3 separate regions of the Rattus norvegicus genome follow, and all the other regions are linked to region 2. A link is a contact called in public Hi-C data. All regions are on one chromosome and are shown on one strand. Each heading gives the region's core, a stretch centred on a gene start, on an enhancer-like site or on the middle of the called end of the contact. The rest is flanking DNA. Distances are from core to core; before and after follow the strand shown.

Region 1 (2,700 bases), core at 136-2,635, 470 kb after region 2:
TCAGGAAATAATCAGACTAGGAGAAGACTAAACGCAGGCAAAAGTCCACGCAGGATTCTAGCAGTTACAGAGAGACATGATGGAGAAGCCAGAGCATAAACATGGTTTCAAAAAAATTCAAAAGAAAGAAAGGTGCTTCTATGCGCAGAGCAGCAAGGAAATCCCCTGAGGGTCTGGCCTTGCAGCTGGTAGCCCAGGCCACTCCCAAGCTGCTCCCCCACAGGGCAGCAGTGTTAGCAATCGGTTCGAGCATCGAATATGAGAGTCCACAGGAAGAGTGAGTTTTCGTGTGTGTGTATATATTTTTTTACATCCAGATTAAATTAACTCATGGAATTTTCCACCCTTGGGAATTAAAGTAGCAGTTCATGAAGTAATATGGTTATGTCATTCATACCAAAACAGAAAATACTGGTATAGCTTGGCACCGTTTAAAAGCCAAACTGAGGCCTTGGCCATTTTATATTTCTTCAAATTCCCTGGCTGTTGTGTTAGTTTAACTTTTATTGTGGCTGTAAATTTTTCAAATCAAGTATTTTAGCCGATTAAAAAACATGTGTTTCAAACAAACGAAACAAAACCAAAAAAAAACAAAAAACAAAAAACAAAACAAAACCCAGGTTCACAGCAAGAAGAGGGTTTAGGAAAACTTCAGCTTTGGGGCTAAAAACTGAAAGACGGGAAGCTACATTTTCTGTCAGATCTAATTGGTTGACATTCACAGTTGTGCTTAATTATGGCTTCCACTCCGTCCATAAATCATCTGAGAGCCATAAAGCTGAGTGCAGCCAAAAGATCTGTCCGATATTAGTAAGGGGAAGCGCTGTCGTACCATAGCCATATGCCCTTGAAAGCGGCTAATTGGACATATTGTGAAAAGCCACAGAACTGAGTTTGCACATTTTCATTTCACATACGCCTCTTCCCCAGCTTCTGCACAAGTGCCCCTCTGCAGTAGAGCTGCGTGTGTGTGTGTGTGTGTGTGTGTGTGTGTGTGTGTGTGTGTGTGAAAGTTATTGGAGAGTGGTAGTCTCTGGGTAACATTTCTGTAAGCTGCCCAATTTTCCCCCTGTAGACTAGATGGGAAACAGCTGCTTTTTGTTTTAAAAGCTGTTTTGAGAACTGTCTGAATCTTGAGATATAGAACTGAGGTCACTGCGAAAGCAGGTGCTCATGGACAAGTAAGAAAGCTGCCAGGGGCTGGCTGGCTCAGGAATCGGCTGCAGGGGACTTCCTCTTAGAGGAAAAAGTGGCGAAGTTTGCTCCCGTGTTTAGGACACCAGCGGGTTGGAGTAAGTAATCGCATTAGCAATACCGTTAGAAACAGAGTGTCCTTGAACACAGCTAGCCCTTAAGAGAGTAGTTAGCTCAGTGTGAAGGAATCCAAAATGGTCATTTCCTCTCCAGGGCTACAGATCCAAGGGTCTGAGGTTCTACGACTCCTCCGAGGTTTTCAGTGCTTGAGTTTCCTCTTTAAACATAGCAGTCGTGAAATAACCATTTTACATAAGTCACAGCCCAACTGCCTGGGTCTGGGGCAGGTTTTTTGTTTGTTTGTTTTTTGTTTCAGGGGTTTTTTGGTTTTGTTTTTCTCTTTTCTTTAAGGCTATCAAAGGAGAAAGGGAGGAATGAAGCCTGCTTGGCAAAATCCTCATTGAAGCAATTTTGACAAAAAAGCAAAAGAGAAACATGAGGAAGCACTAGAGATCAGAGCAGGGCAGGGCAGGTACCCCTTCTGAGGACGAAGGGGAATAAGCCTCCTCTTCCTCTGGGGGCAGGCAGTTATTAACAGCTGTTTATCCAGTCGGAATTGAGATTAACATTGTAAACTCTTTTAAAAAAAAAAATGGAAGAAAATCTGTTTGGGAAGTTGGCTCCATGTAACAGTTCTGCCTTGCCAAAAAAAACTTCCTTTCTCAGAACACATGTACTCAAGTTGAGCAATGTTGTGATTCTCTGAGATTACCAAAAAGTTTGTCCCCATTAACTAGGGCAGAAAGGGGCAGAGAGAAGCGAAGGCCTTTGCTGGATACGGTCCACCATAGACTTCACAGCATCCAACTAGCTATTGCGTCCGTCCCTGCTTCTCCATAGCCACTGTAAATGGCCCCTACCCTTCACCATCCTCCACTAAACCTTTGCCATGGTCAGACATGCACGGATAGACCTTCCACACACCTGCTCTTTGCAGCGACGCTCCGTGAAATATTGAACAAGGCACTTAGTGCATTGTGAGTCTTTTCGCCCCACCCCACCCCCCAAGAAAGAATTAAAAAAAAATGGATATTGGCATTTTTCCTTGATTTAATGCTACTCCTAATGTCATTTTCTTTTATTAAATCCTTTCTTTGGCTTTTGATCTTATTTATAGCAGCCACTGGTCATATGGAAGCCATTACTGTATGGCGGGAGATGAAAGCCTCCGTTGCAGTTAAATAAGAGGGAATCATTTGAGCCAATAATGCTCGCGTACAGCGAGGTGCCATGTGTGTCCGCAGTGCCCTGCGTATGTGCTTTGTAGCAGAGTTGTTGAGCTTTAGAATGGTCTGCTCGAAAAATCTGCTTTCTGTCAGAGGTATGTAGTCTGACAATATGAAAACACATGTTAACACAGAGCCTTGAGCTGTTTGCTTCATGTACAGAGAGGCAGAAAGACACAGAATTACACACACACACACACACACAGAGAGAGAGAGAGAG
Region 2 (2,700 bases), core at 135-2,634:
GAGGAGGAAGGGAGGGAAAGATTGGTGTGTGTTGCGGGGTGTCCTTCGTACAATGGAAAGGGCAGTTTCCAGAACACTCCACTTGCAATCGCGCAGGAGGACAACGGGAGGGATCTGGCATGAGGGAGGTAGTGTCTATCAATCTCCACATTGATCCCTTGGATAGACTCTTTTGTTCTATTTAAGGAAAAGAATTATTTGTCGGTTCCCCCATCCCCGGCCCCCTTCGCCCAGGATTGAAAGCACGAGGAAAGGTGCAGAAACTTAAAACCTGTAACTGACTTAACTGTATCTACCTACATCAGTGAGCAGGATTGTAGCACCAAGCATGCACAAGGGCTGCATAATCCCTACACCTCGGACTTCCTGCCAGTTTCTCTGAAGTGAGGAGTCCTAAGATGAGAGTCAGAGAAGACTGAAGCCTGTTCTGATACCTCACCCCCCACCACACACACACACACAGCCCTCAGCGCAAGGCTTTAAAGGTGGAGTTCTAATCCTAAATTTCAATCTCCTGATAGCCCTCAAACATGCTTCACGGGGCTGGCCCGCAGCCCCATGCTTCGAGGCAAGTGGACTATAATTGTTTTAAGTTTTAATTTATGGATCATTCGTTGAGATTCTGGGAGGAAAATGAAAAAACCTTGGTCACAGAGATCAAGTCTTTCTCACTAGGTTAAAAATCCGTTCTGTGTCAGGTTTCTCTTTCCCCAACTACCGTTCCTTGTAAGATTATAAAAGACGTCCTTTAGGTCCCAAGTCTAAACTTTGAACCATCACAACCTAAGAGATGAATCACGGCGGAGCCGGTGGAATTACTAATAAATAAGATGATGGGGTGTGTGTTGGGGGGTGCGGGGAAGCGCGGGGATTGGGGGGGGTGTCTCTTCCCGGGTGGATTTTCCCCTGCTGGATTGGCTGGGCCCACAGGGATCGCGGCCTCGAGAGTCCCCGTGTCGCACGGTGACTAGATCTGCGCGGAAGAGGCCGGGCGAGGTCGGAGACAGCACCCAAGGCCGGGAACCAGGGGGTTGGGCGATGGGGGACCGCGGGCGCCAGGTGGAGCGGGGAGCTCCAAATGGGTCCACTACAGTGGCTCGCGGGGGGCTCAGGGCCCGTGGGGGCACAGTCACCGTGGCCGAGGCGATCGAGCGGGAGGGATGCTCGGAAGAGCGCGGATAGTCAGGCTTCTGCAGAGAAGACACAGCCAAGCGCAGGGCCGCCCGAACACAGGAGCTGGCGGGGGACACGGGATGGGTGAATCCCCGCACCAGCCCTCCGTCTGGCCCACACTTTTTTTTTTCGGGGTTTGAACATCGGAGACTTAACGGTCCTAACAAACCCGAGACGCATACATCAGTGCGGCAAAATTTCGTGGAGACTCTGGGGGCGGGGGACGCAGCAGGGCTTGGGGACAGCGTGATGATCACCCGTGCCCCCACCCACCGCGCCTTCTGACCTACGGGAAACGAAAGCTCAGCTCGGAATCCGAGCGGCCAACCCGTCTCCCAACCCGGGGCTGCCCTTCTGCACTCGCGCCTTTTTTTAGGGAGTCTGTCCTGGGTGCGACAAGGCTGACAATGCAGCCCCAAGGTGTCTGGGGCCCCTGGCCAGAGACCAGAACCACTGCAAAGAAAGTATCCTGGCGGGGCGTCTGGAATCTTTCAATCACGGGATCAGGAAGGAGGGGACATTTTCTGAACACATAATTTAGAGCCTTAAAATGTTGGTAATGAACTGGGTTCCTCGCCTCTTCCCAAGATGCAGGATTTTTTAACTTCCTGATTTGGGAGGGGTTGCTGGTAGCCAGTAAGAACAATTTCTTGTTATCGAGTCTGACAAAGTGTTTCCATTAAATACTATAGGGTAAAAAAGATCTGTTACCGAGCTGCCTGTGTAATGTTCGACAGAAGCAACTCCGTCACCTAAAACTTGGCCTAGTTTTTCACTCGGGGAGGTGGCCCCCTCAGCACCCTGTCACAGCGGGGGTCTCCAGAAACCATCCCGGATTAAAAAGCTGCTCTCCAAAGCAGCTGTCCCCCCTTCTTACTAAGTCTTGAATTTTAGCTCAAGGTGGAAATGGAGACTGCAAGACCAGGATTGAAAAGCGGGGGTTTCTTAGGAAAGTTGGGGGTGAGAAATCTAAGGTGAATTCGGGAAACAAAGAAAACCCGTAGACCTTTAAATGAAGAACTACGGAAAACCCAAAGGAGGGCAACAAAGATGCGCACTTCCGGGACCAGCCCCGCCCCCACTCACGTTATAAAGTTTTAGTTATGTAATCTCATTTACTTCTCCCCCCCCCCCAACCCTAGAGGTAGGATGATATTTTTAACTTGGGTGTTTACAGATGAAAAACGTGTGTCTCACAGTTAAATTGCCCGAGGGCCTATAACGAGTAGCCTAGCATTGGGGCTGATTAAGGGACACTTCCTGGAACCTCCCTGTTGTTGTCTTTGCTGTTGCTGTTGTCATTGCTGTTGCTGTTATTGCAGTGGGAAGCTGGGAAATCAATTCTCTTGGGAAGGGAGTAGTATTTAAGCTTAGAGAAATATATATATATATATAGATATATATACATATATATATATATATCATCTATTTAGTGGTCGGGCATAAGTGTGACAATTTGAGAAAACTGAATAGCTCCTAATCACTTTGTGGGATTATGTCGAAACTGATAGAGTGGCCAGTTAGAAC
Region 3 (2,700 bases), core at 65-2,564, 380 kb after region 2:
ACCAGGCAGCAGGTTCAGTTCCTCAGGAAATGGCCATGGCTGGTGACCCCCCCCCCCCCCCCCCCCGCTCTCCAGCCAATTGAGTGTTTGCTCCTGGGGTAGCTTCCCCCCCCTCTTGGAGTCATTGCCACCTTGTGGATTACAGAGGATATTGGTTTTCTCCAAACTTCACCGCAGTTTGGCTTTCCATGGAGCTTGCTTCCTCCATGGCAGTGGGGGGCTTGCATTGCTCCCCCAAATGATCCCCGTTTGTTCAGCAACACCAAACTTCTCCACCACTCGCAGTTCATTTATGACTCTGACGAGAGAGTGGGGTTTTTTTTTTTTTTTTTTTGGTTTTTTTTTTTTTTTTTTTTTTTTTCAGGAAACACACATTTCACTTTCTGACCCAGGAGCATCTGCTAGGATTTTTTTTTTTTAATACTACTTTGGCATTCCGAAAGTGTTAATGTCTTTCATATCTGTTTAATGCTATTTAGAGATATTTATGATCACCTCTTGGTTACTCGGGGTAAAGTATGTCGCAATTTAAAAAAAAAAAAAACAGACAGGAAAGCATTCACATGAGGAAACAGATTGCTTTAAACATGTGCTTCCTGTGACAGTAAAAAGAACAAATTAGATTTAACACTGTGTAATGAATGCAGAAATGTGTACATTTAAGCTTTTAAAAGCTTTATGTTCAGTTTTGGTCACAACAGAAAGTGAGTCACCTGAAGACACACACACACACACACACACACACAGACACACACACACACACACACACACACACACACACACACACACACACACCCGTGTCACCTTAGGCTCCTGAACTCCCAAAAGAGAGCCTTAGTGCTGCAAAGGGCTCAAGAGAAGAACCGAGGCACTGCTGTTTTATGAAGCTGCACATTTAGTGCAGAGAAACCCGTATGCACTGGGAAGGGAAGAATCTGCTACTGTCTTGCTCCCACTCCCTTCACAAGTAGCGAAGAAACAAACAAACAAAAAAACAAAAAAACAAACAAAAAGCCCTTTCCTCTCTGAACCCAAATATCCCCCCACCCCACCCTGCGTGCTTTTCCCGGAAGAAAAAGAAAGCCTGATGTTCACTGGCTAGCCTTTATTGCAGTTAAATTATGGAAGAAAAAGGTTCCTTATATAACTCACTTTCACCATGCTCGCTGGCCCTGCAGGGACGGACTAGAATCTGAATTCCTATTTCTACCTGGCCGCGCATGTTGAGCAGAGGGCACGAATCCTGTCCCCAGCAGAAGAGAGACTCGTGGCCCTTTCTGCCCGTGCACCGCAAATGGTGCCTCTCTGTTCCCTGTGTTTTCACAGCTAAGGGTCTGTGGCATGCACTCCATTTCTCTGGCCAAGGAGGGCTAGGACAGAGTCCCTCCGGGGAGGGCATGTAGTTTGGGGACATCTGACTCCCTTACAGTACATACTGAGGTACTAATATCAAAACAGACGGCTTGTCGTCGCGCGGCGGGGTGGTGCTTTTTTTGGCTGCCGTGGTCGAAATGAAATGGGCAGGCTGCAGTCCGCTTGGCATCCGCATGGGCTAAGGGAAGCTGGGAAATGGGAGTCAGACTGTGAATGCAAGTAACAGCCAATGGTTAACTTCCTTTTTGTGTGTCACTTGGCAGAGATGAGACCGATGGCGATTTTTTTTTTTTTTTTAAGCGTGGGTGAGAGTTCAGTGCCCTGGGAAGAGCGGTAGAAGCTGTTATTGTGTTTTCCCCGTACTGTTAACTTGTGTTGATTTCTTGAGGCCAGTACAGATGTTTGAGCAGCCAGTTTCAGGAGGCCAGCCCATGGCTGTCAGAGGCACTCTTTAGATGCAGAGGTGATCAGAGGAGAGTTGGTCCACATAAAGTCAGTCTTACTGCTCATCAGTAGACAGTCCCAGGGAAGTTCAATCCTCCAGAAGGCAGGCGCGTACCAAAACAGAATACCGTGCACTTCAGTGGACGCACCCACGCACACAGACACCCAAAGGCGTTTTTAAATTATCACCAGTCCACATCCCTCCTTCCACATAAAAGATTCAAATCCAGGGAATGCAGAGTTAAAAGTGTCAGATTGATTCAGCTAAAATGACCTCCTGCCATTGCTCTTCCGTTAGCCACACTATGACTTGGAAGATTCGGGGGAAAGTGTCCTAGAGAATCCCTAACCTTTTCAAATTTTTCCTGGTATATCTCTGTTTGCAGAGAGCTGCTCCCCAAAGACTAAAAGAGCGAGTTGCCATCTTGAGGCGGGAATTGCATGTTTAGTGAACACCAAATGTTACTCAGTGTTACTCTGGAATTCTCAATATAGATGGTTGCTTTCAAATACTGTTTATTCCTCTCAAAACTTCCAAACATTTACACACGATATCAGGAAAGATGACCAACTCCTACAACCCCAGGAGCAGGGAACGAGGCTTAGAGATAGAATACCATTTGTCTGATAATTAGAGAGCATCTCTTAAGAGTTCGAGAGAATTCTGATTAACCTTTCTGTTCCCACATTCTCACATGAAATTAGCACACCTTTTAAATTATTATCTAGTATTTAAACACTATTTTTTTTTTTTAGCGTTCTTAATGCAACAGGTTCTAGAGACACCAAAAGTGTGGTGTAGGCTTCAAAAAATCCTCCATTTTTCTTACATTTTAAATGTTCTGTTTGTGCAAAATTTCGAGAATCACCATAAGGGCTTCT

Evidence for each region. A called contact is a pair of places that touch in the nucleus more often than the background predicts.
Region 1: a contact with region 2 is called in a Hi-C map of mammary epithelial cells, with 2.2 times the contacts expected there. The contact joins two enhancer-like sites. A contact is called at or near these places in 5 of 12 Hi-C or Micro-C datasets (the A7r5 cell line, the Rat2 cell line, Schwann cells and 2 more).
Region 3: a contact with region 2 is called in a Hi-C map of frontal cortex, with 5 times the contacts expected there. The contact joins two enhancer-like sites. A contact is called at or near these places in 3 of 12 Hi-C or Micro-C datasets (Schwann cells, frontal cortex and psoas muscle) and 1 of 1 datasets of contacts at active chromatin or transcription factors (oligodendrocytes).

What each region holds. Positions count from the first base shown.
Region 1 is chr18:65,539,901-65,542,600 of GRCr8, forward strand. The region is part of intron 14 of Tcf4 (transcription factor 4); the gene reads left to right. Among named protein-coding and RNA genes, the nearest start is that of Ccdc68, 280 kb to the right of the region's middle. Within about 2 kb of position 1,386, at least 27 of the 93 cell types and tissues checked have an H3K27ac peak or open chromatin away from gene starts, as enhancers often do.
Region 2 is chr18:65,068,332-65,071,031 of GRCr8, forward strand. No RefSeq gene overlaps it. Among named protein-coding and RNA genes, the nearest start is that of Tcf4, 150 kb to the right of the region's middle. Within about 2 kb of position 1,385, at least 38 of the 93 cell types and tissues checked have an H3K27ac peak or open chromatin away from gene starts, as enhancers often do.
Region 3 is chr18:65,449,432-65,452,131 of GRCr8, forward strand. All of the region lies in intron 7 of Tcf4 (transcription factor 4), which reads left to right. Among named protein-coding and RNA genes, the nearest start is that of Tcf4, 230 kb to the left of the region's middle. Within about 2 kb of position 1,315, at least 52 of the 93 cell types and tissues checked have an H3K27ac peak or open chromatin away from gene starts, as enhancers often do.